3 separate regions of the Mus musculus genome follow, and all the other regions are linked to region 1. Evidence: chromatin contacts called from public Micro-C and promoter capture Hi-C data. All regions are on one chromosome and are shown on one strand. Each heading gives the region's core, a stretch centred on a gene start, on an enhancer-like site or on the middle of the called end of the contact. The rest is flanking DNA. Distances are from core to core; before and after follow the strand shown. Region 1 overlaps Kcnab1 (potassium voltage-gated channel, shaker-related subfamily, beta member 1). Region 2 overlaps Kcnab1 (potassium voltage-gated channel, shaker-related subfamily, beta member 1). Region 3 overlaps Tiparp (TCDD-inducible poly(ADP-ribose) polymerase).

The links. Hi-C and Micro-C count contacts between places; a contact is called where the count stands out from the background. Capture Hi-C pulls out chosen DNA fragments and counts their contacts.
Region 2: a contact with region 1 is called in a Micro-C map of the HL-1 cell line, with 1.8 times the contacts expected there. The contact joins two enhancer-like sites. A contact is called at or near these places in 1 of 39 promoter capture datasets (stem cell-derived epiblast-like cells), 10 of 484 Hi-C or Micro-C datasets (the AML12 cell line, the HL-1 cell line, the N1E-115 cell line and 4 more) and 2 of 115 datasets of contacts at active chromatin or transcription factors (extraembryonic endoderm stem cells and forebrain).
Region 3: a promoter capture Hi-C map of adipose tissue shows a contact between it and region 1. The contact joins two enhancer-like sites. A contact is called at or near these places in 1 of 484 Hi-C or Micro-C datasets (the HL-1 cell line), 1 of 115 datasets of contacts at active chromatin or transcription factors (bone marrow-derived macrophages) and 3 of 9 other capture datasets (adipose tissue, embryonic stem cells and liver).

What each region holds. Positions count from the first base shown.
Region 1 is chr3:65,351,414-65,354,325 of GRCm38.p6, reverse strand. The region is part of intron 8 of Kcnab1 (potassium voltage-gated channel, shaker-related subfamily, beta member 1); the gene reads right to left. Among named protein-coding and RNA genes, the nearest start is that of A730090N16Rik, 3.4 kb to the right of the region's middle. Within about 2 kb of position 1,430, at least 78 of the 459 cell types and tissues checked have an H3K27ac peak or open chromatin away from gene starts, as enhancers often do. A contact at or near this core is called in the HL-1 cell line and adipose tissue, where this site is marked.
Region 2 is chr3:65,131,120-65,134,031 of GRCm38.p6, reverse strand. The region is part of intron 1 of Kcnab1 (potassium voltage-gated channel, shaker-related subfamily, beta member 1); the gene reads right to left. It overlaps A330015K06Rik (RIKEN cDNA A330015K06 gene), which reads left to right. Exons shown (of 5, transcript NR_126080.1): 5 at 1-973. Among named protein-coding and RNA genes, the nearest start is that of Kcnab1, 24 kb to the right of the region's middle. Within about 2 kb of position 1,356, at least 5 of the 459 cell types and tissues checked have an H3K27ac peak or open chromatin away from gene starts, as enhancers often do. A contact at or near this core is called in the HL-1 cell line, where this site is marked.
Region 3 is chr3:65,540,268-65,543,179 of GRCm38.p6, reverse strand. The region is part of intron 2 of Tiparp (TCDD-inducible poly(ADP-ribose) polymerase); the gene reads right to left. Among named protein-coding and RNA genes, the nearest start is that of 4931440P22Rik, 12 kb to the right of the region's middle. Within about 2 kb of position 1,454, at least 17 of the 459 cell types and tissues checked have an H3K27ac peak or open chromatin away from gene starts, as enhancers often do. A contact at or near this core is called in adipose tissue, where this site is marked.

The sequences.
Region 1 (2,912 bases), core at 181-2,680:
AAAAATAAAATAAAATAAAATAAAATAAAATAAAATATAGAGTGTTATAGAAAAATATAAGCAGTTCCAGATAGGAAATGAAATGGAAGCTCTATGGAGTCAGGGCTAGGATTGTGTCACTTCCCGTCATGTATTATGTTGAAGCATTGAAACAAGCTAACCGTACAAAGCATGGGAGAACAGCATCTTAGGATGATGGAACAGCATGGGGAGGCCCCGAAAGCAGGACCATGAATTCCAGTGATTGAAATGAAGTTAGGTAGCAGAAGCCCAGCAAGAAAAGACAGGATTGAGATAAAGTTGCCAGAGGACAACAAACCAAACTGTATGGGCTAAGAGGTAGATGGGGTTGTTGCCATTTTTAGGTGAGGGAGACATCCTGTCGTCGGAGTTTGTGTCTCAGAATGCCATCCCTGTCTATGTTGTGAAGAATCAGTGAAAGAGGAAGCCTCTGGGAGCAATCTGCCATGATGCAAGAGTGACCCGGAGGGGGGTTTTGGTAATTAAGACTGAGTGTGGTACAGAGTGGGCGGGAAGGAATCAAGGTCTCCTCCCAGATCCCTGACTGTCCACAGCGAGGAGGGCAGGGGTAGAAAACCTATTTTGGATGTGAGGAACTGGAGGGTATGTGGAGCTGGTGTGGGTGAATCCCTGGGTTAATGAATGGCCACGGTGGGACCCTGCTGTGTGAAGAAGTGCAGCTTACTCCCTGTGCTAAGTCAGAGAGAGCAGTGGAAGTCTGAAGAGAAAAAGAGAAGGGTTTTCATTGCCAGCATGCAGTCAGAGAGAGGACCCTGTGCGGTCAGTCAGCTGACTGACCAGGAGCCAGAGGGGAGGGACAATTTAGAGCCAAGAACAGAGGGTACTTCAAGAAGGAGGCCCACAGGATGGAACACAAGGAACAATCACGTCAGAGGCTGCAGAAGTGTCTGCCACACACACACACACACACACACACACACACACACACACACACACATCCTGCAGAGCATGACGAGAGCCATTTTAGTGTCACTGAAAGACCAAGGCCAAGGTGTCGTGAGGGAAGAATGGAGGGCAGGCAGGTTTGGAGACAACTTGCACAAATTCTTTCAGCAGGTTTTCAAAGGAAAGAAGCACAGAAAATAATAATCCAAGGAATGCCAGGAGAGTTCTTTTTATAGATGGAGAGGTGAGAGACTGTCTGGGTACCATTGAGGATGACCTAGCAGGAGGGTATCCCAGATGAGACCCACTGTGAGACTGGGAAGGGAGGAGAGAGAACACTGGGCTCAGAGGGAGGAGGCAGGTGCTTGGGGCTGGGGACCCCCACCAAGGACAGGGTCCAGCTGGGTTTGTGGAACTCAGTGGTAGACTTGTTTGATGCTATCTTCTCGATGGACTACAACACAGTGTAAAGGATGTGGGTGTGAGAGGTGAGTCAGAGGCACATGGCTTTACTTGCTGGCCACACCCTCTCTCTGTTGTATGTCGCTCTGAAGAAAGGGCAGGGAGAAAGGGGGGGGAGGTACCTGGAGTTCTTGTCTGTGGAGGAGGTTATTTTAAAAGAAAGTCACCTGAATTTAGCTAACAAACAGGAAATCACCTTATTGGTGACTTAGGTGGGATTTTTACATGGTTTTTACATAGTACTAACTTGTGGACACTAGAGGGCAGCATTGTTGAAAGAAAAAAAATCCCGCCACATTGTTTTACTTGTAAATTATGGAAATTCATTTTATTTATCTATTTTGACCTTGATAGAGAAATCTAAGTGTAAGATTTTAAAATAAAAGTGATCATATTATTTGCTTATGTATGTATGTATATATGTGTGTTTGTGCCTGTGCCATAGTAGCTGGTGAAGGTCATAGGTCAGTTCTCCCTTTCCACCACATATGAGTCCTATGGATGGAACTTGCAGTAAGAACCTTTATTTACTGAGCCATCTTGACAGCTCACAGAATGCAGTTAAAGGACAATAGAATGAATATTCAAGGTGCTACGTTCATACTCTGAGAAAGAACACTCAGAAATGTGGTAAAGTCTGCCTGTCCAGGACTGATCCTGGCTCTCCCTGTCAGGCTGGGGCGCTGGCATGAATATCTTAGAAACTTGGCCTAGTTGATTCTCATACACAGCCTGGGGTAAGAAGCCCTTTACTTGTAGCTCTGGTCCCTAAGTGCAGCGTCTAGGCAACAGCTGTGTAGCAGCCGGGGACTTACTACAAATGTACAGCCTGGAGTCCTGCCTTGAGACCTGCTTTGAGTCCTGCTTTGAGGGGACTGCAAGTCATGTGGCAGAGTCCACATGAACTCTGCCCCCTGAACTTTGAGGACCACTCACTGTGTGCTTCCCAAGCAGGCCATCTCAAGGGCGAAGTTCTCCATGCTCCTCTTCCACGGTCTTCTCCCCAATGCTTTATGTAACCTTCGCTTTAGCTATTTGCCTCAGTTCTTATGCAAGTGGAGAGTAAGGTGAACACACGTACACACCCATACACTGACATGCGTCAGATCGCCTGAAGAAGCTGCAGAAAGACCTAGTTCTGAATCTCAGCTTCCTTTAATGAGACTTTATGCCCCGTCTCTTCTTCCCATTTTCTTCTTTCCTCCCTTTTTATTTCCTCTTTTCTGTCTCCGAATAGAGTCTCTCTATGTAGCTCAGCCTTGGTCCAGTACTTGCCCGGGCTAGCTTCAAATTTGTAGTCCTCCTGGCTCAGTTTCCTGGGTGCTTAGATTAATACATATGCATCTGTAATTACAGGTATGCCTGGATTATCTATCTATCTATCTATCTATCTATCTATCTATCTATCTATCTATCTATCTATCATCTATCTATTTATCTATCATCTATCTATCTATCATCTATCTATCTATCTATCTATCTATCTATCTATCTATCTATCTATCTATCTATCATCTTCTATC
Region 2 (2,912 bases), core at 107-2,606, 220 kb after region 1:
CACTCAGCCGTCAGCTCTCTCTTCAGACCCAGCGGTGAACACCCTTCCATCTGTCTGTCATCAGAATTTCCCTCTACTTCACTCTCAAGAGGGAGTTTTTGTGGTTGCACTAAGTTGTGCCTGGATAATCCAGGATAATCTCCTCAGTTCAGGATCTCCAAATAAACTCCAGCTACAAATTTCACGAGCCACGCATTCACAGTGTTAGGGCCTGGCGGGCATTATACCTTCATGGAGCAGCCAGTAAAAAGAGGAAGGAGGTCATATCTTACAAACCTTTTTTTCATTGAACTTAATTTCTGTGTATGTATTTGAGCTACTGTGTGTTACTAGTACTGTGGAATGTGAGGCCTCTAGTGTTTTTTTTTAAGAAGCAGAGAAGTAGATCAAAATGATCCAGGATGAAGTACAAAAGACAAGGGGCAAGGAAAGAAATACTCAAAGCCTTGTAAATGGGAGCTCAGGGGCCAGTGTTGCCTGAGTCATGCCTGCAGCCATTTCTGATAAACGGGAAAGAAGACCTACATGAAGAATGGCACTGTGAGCTGAGTGGGCAGATGTTCTTTAAATGAGCAATTTTTACATAATTCAGGGAGAGGGTTGAGTGGTGAGCTTGTAACTATCTCTCTTCTTCCAAAATTATTTTGATTTTAACTAATCTCTGTATATGCTTGTATTTTTGTGTATGTATATGTGTATTTCTGTATAGGTTAGAAGAAGAAGTTGAACTCCCCCAGAACTGGAGTTACAGGTGGTCGTGAGCCACCTAATATGGGTACTGAGAACTAACTTTGGGTTCCTTGCAATAGCAGCAAGCATTCTTAACTGTTCTTCATGGTAGAATTTGGCCATTCAAGTGATCACATAATTACTCTCATCAGGAGACATTTGCTATGTACACAATTGACTTTTGTGCATAGTCTTTGGAGAGATTTTATTTATTTTAGACTATTAAATTCCCCTTCCTCCACTTAAACAAAGTGTTTGATTTTTGTCCTTTGAAAGTCCCTAGGAACATGTCTCCTTGAAGGTAAAGACAAAGCCTTATTTTTAATCTCAAGTTGGATATGTACATTTATTACTGAGGAGGTATGAATATGCTATATAGATGTGGTCTCAGTATTTGTCACCTACTTGCTCAGGGGGTGGCACCCACACTATCAGCTTTCACATGAAATCAACATACCAGTGCTTTGGTGTGTGGCGCTAAGCTCTACCCCTTCTAATAACATTGTCACCATAGTTACTAATTCCTTTCCAGGAGTGGACCAGAGTAGTTTAATAGAATAGACAACAGCAGAAATATAAGTAGCATAAATAAAATTTGATACAAATGTGTTGTCCCAGATCTGACTGCTGTCTGTGTGAGGACACAGGATCTTGCCTTCTAAGTAGAAAACGGTCAACAGGCTACAGAGCCTCAAACCTCACTGCTATACCTAGTGAACCTTTAAAAGGGATAAAGTATACTCAATGTCTTAGTCAGGGTTTCTATTCCTGCATAAACATCATGACCAAGAAGCAGTTGTGGAGGAAAGGGTTTATTTGGCTTACACTTCCACATTGCTGTTAATCACCAAAGGACGTTAGGACTGGAATGCAAGCAGGTCAGGAAGCAGGAGCTGATGCAGAGGCCATGGAGGGATGTTACTTACTGGCTTGCTTCTCCTGACTTGCTCAGCTTGCTTTTTTATAGAACCCAAGACTACCAGTTCAGAGATGGTACCACCCACAAGATGCCCTCCCCCTTGATCACTAATTGAGAAAATGCCTTACAGCTGGATCTCATGGAGGCATTTCCCCAACTGAAGGTCCTTTCTCTGTGATAACTGCAGCCTGTGTCAAGTTGACATACAAAACCAGCCAGTACACTCAATGCAGCTACAGAAAGATGTAGGGGGGAAAAACCCCACAGTTCTCTTGCCTTACCCCTAGGGCATAGGATATTATTCTAAGGGACACCTTTGCTTCCTGTGGTGGTTTGATTACTAGTGACTGGAAGAGAATGCTTGGTCATTGGGGTTCATTGGACACTACTTGAGAGAGATTAGCAGGTATGGCCATTTTAGAGGAAGTATGTCTCTAGGGGTGGGTTTTAGTGTTTCAGTAGCCCAAGAGCCCATTGGCTCTTTCTTCCTGCTACTTAGGAATCTGGATGTAAAACTCTCAACTTCTCCAGCACCATGATGTCTGTTTGAGTGCTATCATGCTTCCTGCCATGATAACAATCAATGAACCCTCTGAAACCATAAGCAACCCCAATGAAGCACTTTTCCTTTATGAGAGTTGCCATGGTTATGGTGTCTTTTCATAGCAATGAAATGCTGACTAAGACACCTCCTTTCTCTTTATCCCAGAACAGCTGTTGCTCTGTGCACTCTTCCTTCTATCACATCAATGTTGAAGAGTTTGAAATGATTTCCATTACATCTCATGGCATTGAGTTTCTCATTTGAGAGGTTGGGTATCCCTGCAGGCTGCCTGTACTCAGCTTGCCATACTCCTGTGCCTCTGCACTAGCCAAGCTTAGTTCACATGGCTCACTGTTCTCCCAGCCTCACTCATCCATCACCTGTGTTCAATAGTAATACTTAAGCTACACCCAAGCCCTCTTGCTAGTTGGGTCAGTACTGCTCTGTCCCTTTCCTATGCCTCATTCACATACTCTTGCCTTAACTCATTGGGATATAAACTTCAATTGGTTTTATTTTCTGCTCACTGCTTTCAACTGCTTTGAACCGGCCCCACCTGTTTTCCCCTGAGTGAGAGCTTCCACTGAGGCTGTATTGGCTCAGGTCCATAAGTGTTGAATTTCTTCATTCTTAAAACACTTTCTAAGACTCAGCTATGTTCTTTAAAACATCAACTTCATATTTAATTTATGACTCTCTTCTCCATCAGTAGTAGGCTCT
Region 3 (2,912 bases), core at 205-2,704, 190 kb before region 1:
GTCCAGGAAAAGATAATGGCCAGGGAAAGTTAATGTATGTATGTATGTGTATTAGTCCAAGGAGTATTTAAGAAAATATTTTAACAACAGTTTAAATATTATAAAGTAGCAACAAGAGTCTGTGCAGGAGAACAAGTAAAATGAGCTAAGAGCTTTATTCCTTAGAACATTTGAGCAGTTCAAATAGTTGAAGAAGATCTTCTCGACAGTGCATAAGACACAAAGGATCCGCATACCATGTACAGGCAACGGGAGAGCAGAAGTTAATCCAGGACGGACCTTGGAGGACAGAAGATAAAGAGGGTAAAAGCAGACAGGGATGCAGTAAATATAGGATGTGTGAAAACTGAATAAGAGAAACAATGCTAAAGATTAAGGAGGCAGGGTGGGGTGGTATCATGATAAAAGCGGAGACAGATGAGAACCCTACTCAGCATAAAAGTTGAGAGGTGACCAGAATACAAAGGAGATGGCCACTATACTGTAGGATTTAGTTATAACCTCATCATTCATCAGAGGGACAAAACACATCTTGTCAACAGCTATGGACTTACTAAAAGACTAAAATTAGAAACCCCGTTACATGTTTTACTAATGAACATACCATCACACATACTTGTTCAAAAATCCAGATAGAAAACTAACTTGGAATTCTGGGAAAGGACCCCATTCTCATAGTTTTTAACAATGGTTATTTTATCTCACAAAAACTTCACATACTAATTAATTAAGCAGCATTTCCAGAAATATCTCACCAATGTATGTACCAGTACCCACATAAGAGCACAAGTATGCCTCACATATCATACATGTATATATTTCGAATACTAAAAAATAAAAAAAAGTGAAAAGACCCCACAACTAGAAAGATTAACAGAGGTAAAAAGAACAATCAAAACCAATACAGAAATATGTGTTGAGTAAAACAAAAATTACTACATTTCTTGCTCAGATAGTTTTCTGTTTATACATTATACATCTGGGAACTCAGTATACAATTTAATTGTCTTGGACAATTTTTATTTGAGAGGCTGTTGAAATAGCTCTGGGGTAAAAAACACTTGGTGCCAAGCCTGACATTCCCAGGATCCACATGGTAAAATGAGAGAACTGATTCTGACATGTTGTCCTCTGACCTCCATTATTGTGCCATAGCATATGCCCTTCACCCCATGATACACAAAATAAACTAGATGTAATAATGAAGAAAATAATGACAACCAACCAGATACATAGTGAGATCTTTAAGAAAATACCAAATAAGGCCTGCCATTGCTGATAAAGGTATCAGGAGAGGTAACAAGGATTGCTTCAGAATGTGACATGTGAACTTAGTTACTAGACCACCACGAGGTGACTTAATATGTGTAAAGTTAACTAAGCAGAGCATGAGGATACAATGCAAGAAGCACATGCAGTTCATGTGGGAGGTCAGAGTGTATGTGGGAGGTGATTAGAGATAAGACTGGTCTCGAGAGATTGGCTGGAGCCAGATAAGGAAGAGCTTTGTATGCTGGGTTAAGAGGTTAGGGCTTGATCCTTTGAGCAGATCAGCATGGCCCAGCGTTGCCTTTTATAAAGCTTACTCCAGTAAAGTGATTTATTTTCGGTAGAGGATGAAGAAAGATGAGGGAAGAGTAGAGACTAGCACTATTTTGCAATATATTAGCATATTTATTATCTATGTTTAACAATTACGAGACAAATGTTGACAGACTATGGAAGCAATAAAAGGGGGCTGCTTGAGAGGTTAGGGTTACGATCAAACTTCATCACGAACAATTAATTACATGTGGGTAAGAAAGTACAGAGTTCGTGATGACCAGGTGTGGTAGAAGCACATAATAGCACTTAGAAGACTGAGGCAGGAGAAGGATCAAGTTTGAGGTCAGTCTGCATTACACAGAAGACTTTCTCAAAGAGTCCAGAATGTGTCCTTTATTTCTAATCTGTGTTCTTGGAAAATGATGCCAATAAAAATTAAAAGTGAGACTTTAAGAAAGTAAATTAAGTATAAACTTTTCTGAACACTGCTCAATTTAATGAGATCCACTAGACTTCGGAACCTTGGCTTTCTGCCTATTAAGCCGTTAACCAGTCCTTTAATCCCAGTACTTGGGAGGCAGAGGCAGGCAAATCTCAAGAGTTTTAGGCCACCCTGGTCTACAAAGTAAGTTCCACAACAGCCAGGGCTGTTACACAAAGAAACCTGTCTCAAAAACATTATAAATCAAACCAAAAAACAAACAAACAAACAAACAAACAACAAAAGAAGAGTTAAGCAGTTTCTATAAGGGTAAATCTATGACCTTAAACATTAGCACTCACCCTAATAAGCTGAACTAAACATTCACGATAAGTAGCCCTCTTCTATTATTATCATGAAAAACAGAATTCTTAAGCTGAGGGTAATAAGGATAGAAGGAAAAGATTAAATGTTGCCTGGAGAGTATGTGAGAATCTCCTAGCTTAAGATAAACTTGACAGATGGGAATGTTTGCTATTGTTGCTGAAGAAATTTCACGGGGAACACAAAATATAGCTTTTGATACATGGCTTTGATGTTTCCAGAATTCAGTTATGCTGGGGTTATCTGTCAGCTTATATCCTTCAAGATGTTACAAGGAAATGAGAACCAAAGACATGGTGTATAATATACCAACATATTTTGTTAAAGTACTATAGTCATTAAACTTCAGAGGACTATGTTCTTTACACCATAGTTTATATGAGGTTAAACTTTTATGAAAATGGGTAATATCCCCTTTGTTAAAAGTAAGCTTTCTTCCTTATCTCAAAGTAGACAATAAAATGAATGTTCGCATAAATACGTACTAGGCAAGCAAGCATCCATCATACTACTCAGTTACATCCCTGACCCTTTTTATTCGAGACAAGCCTAAACTGCCTGT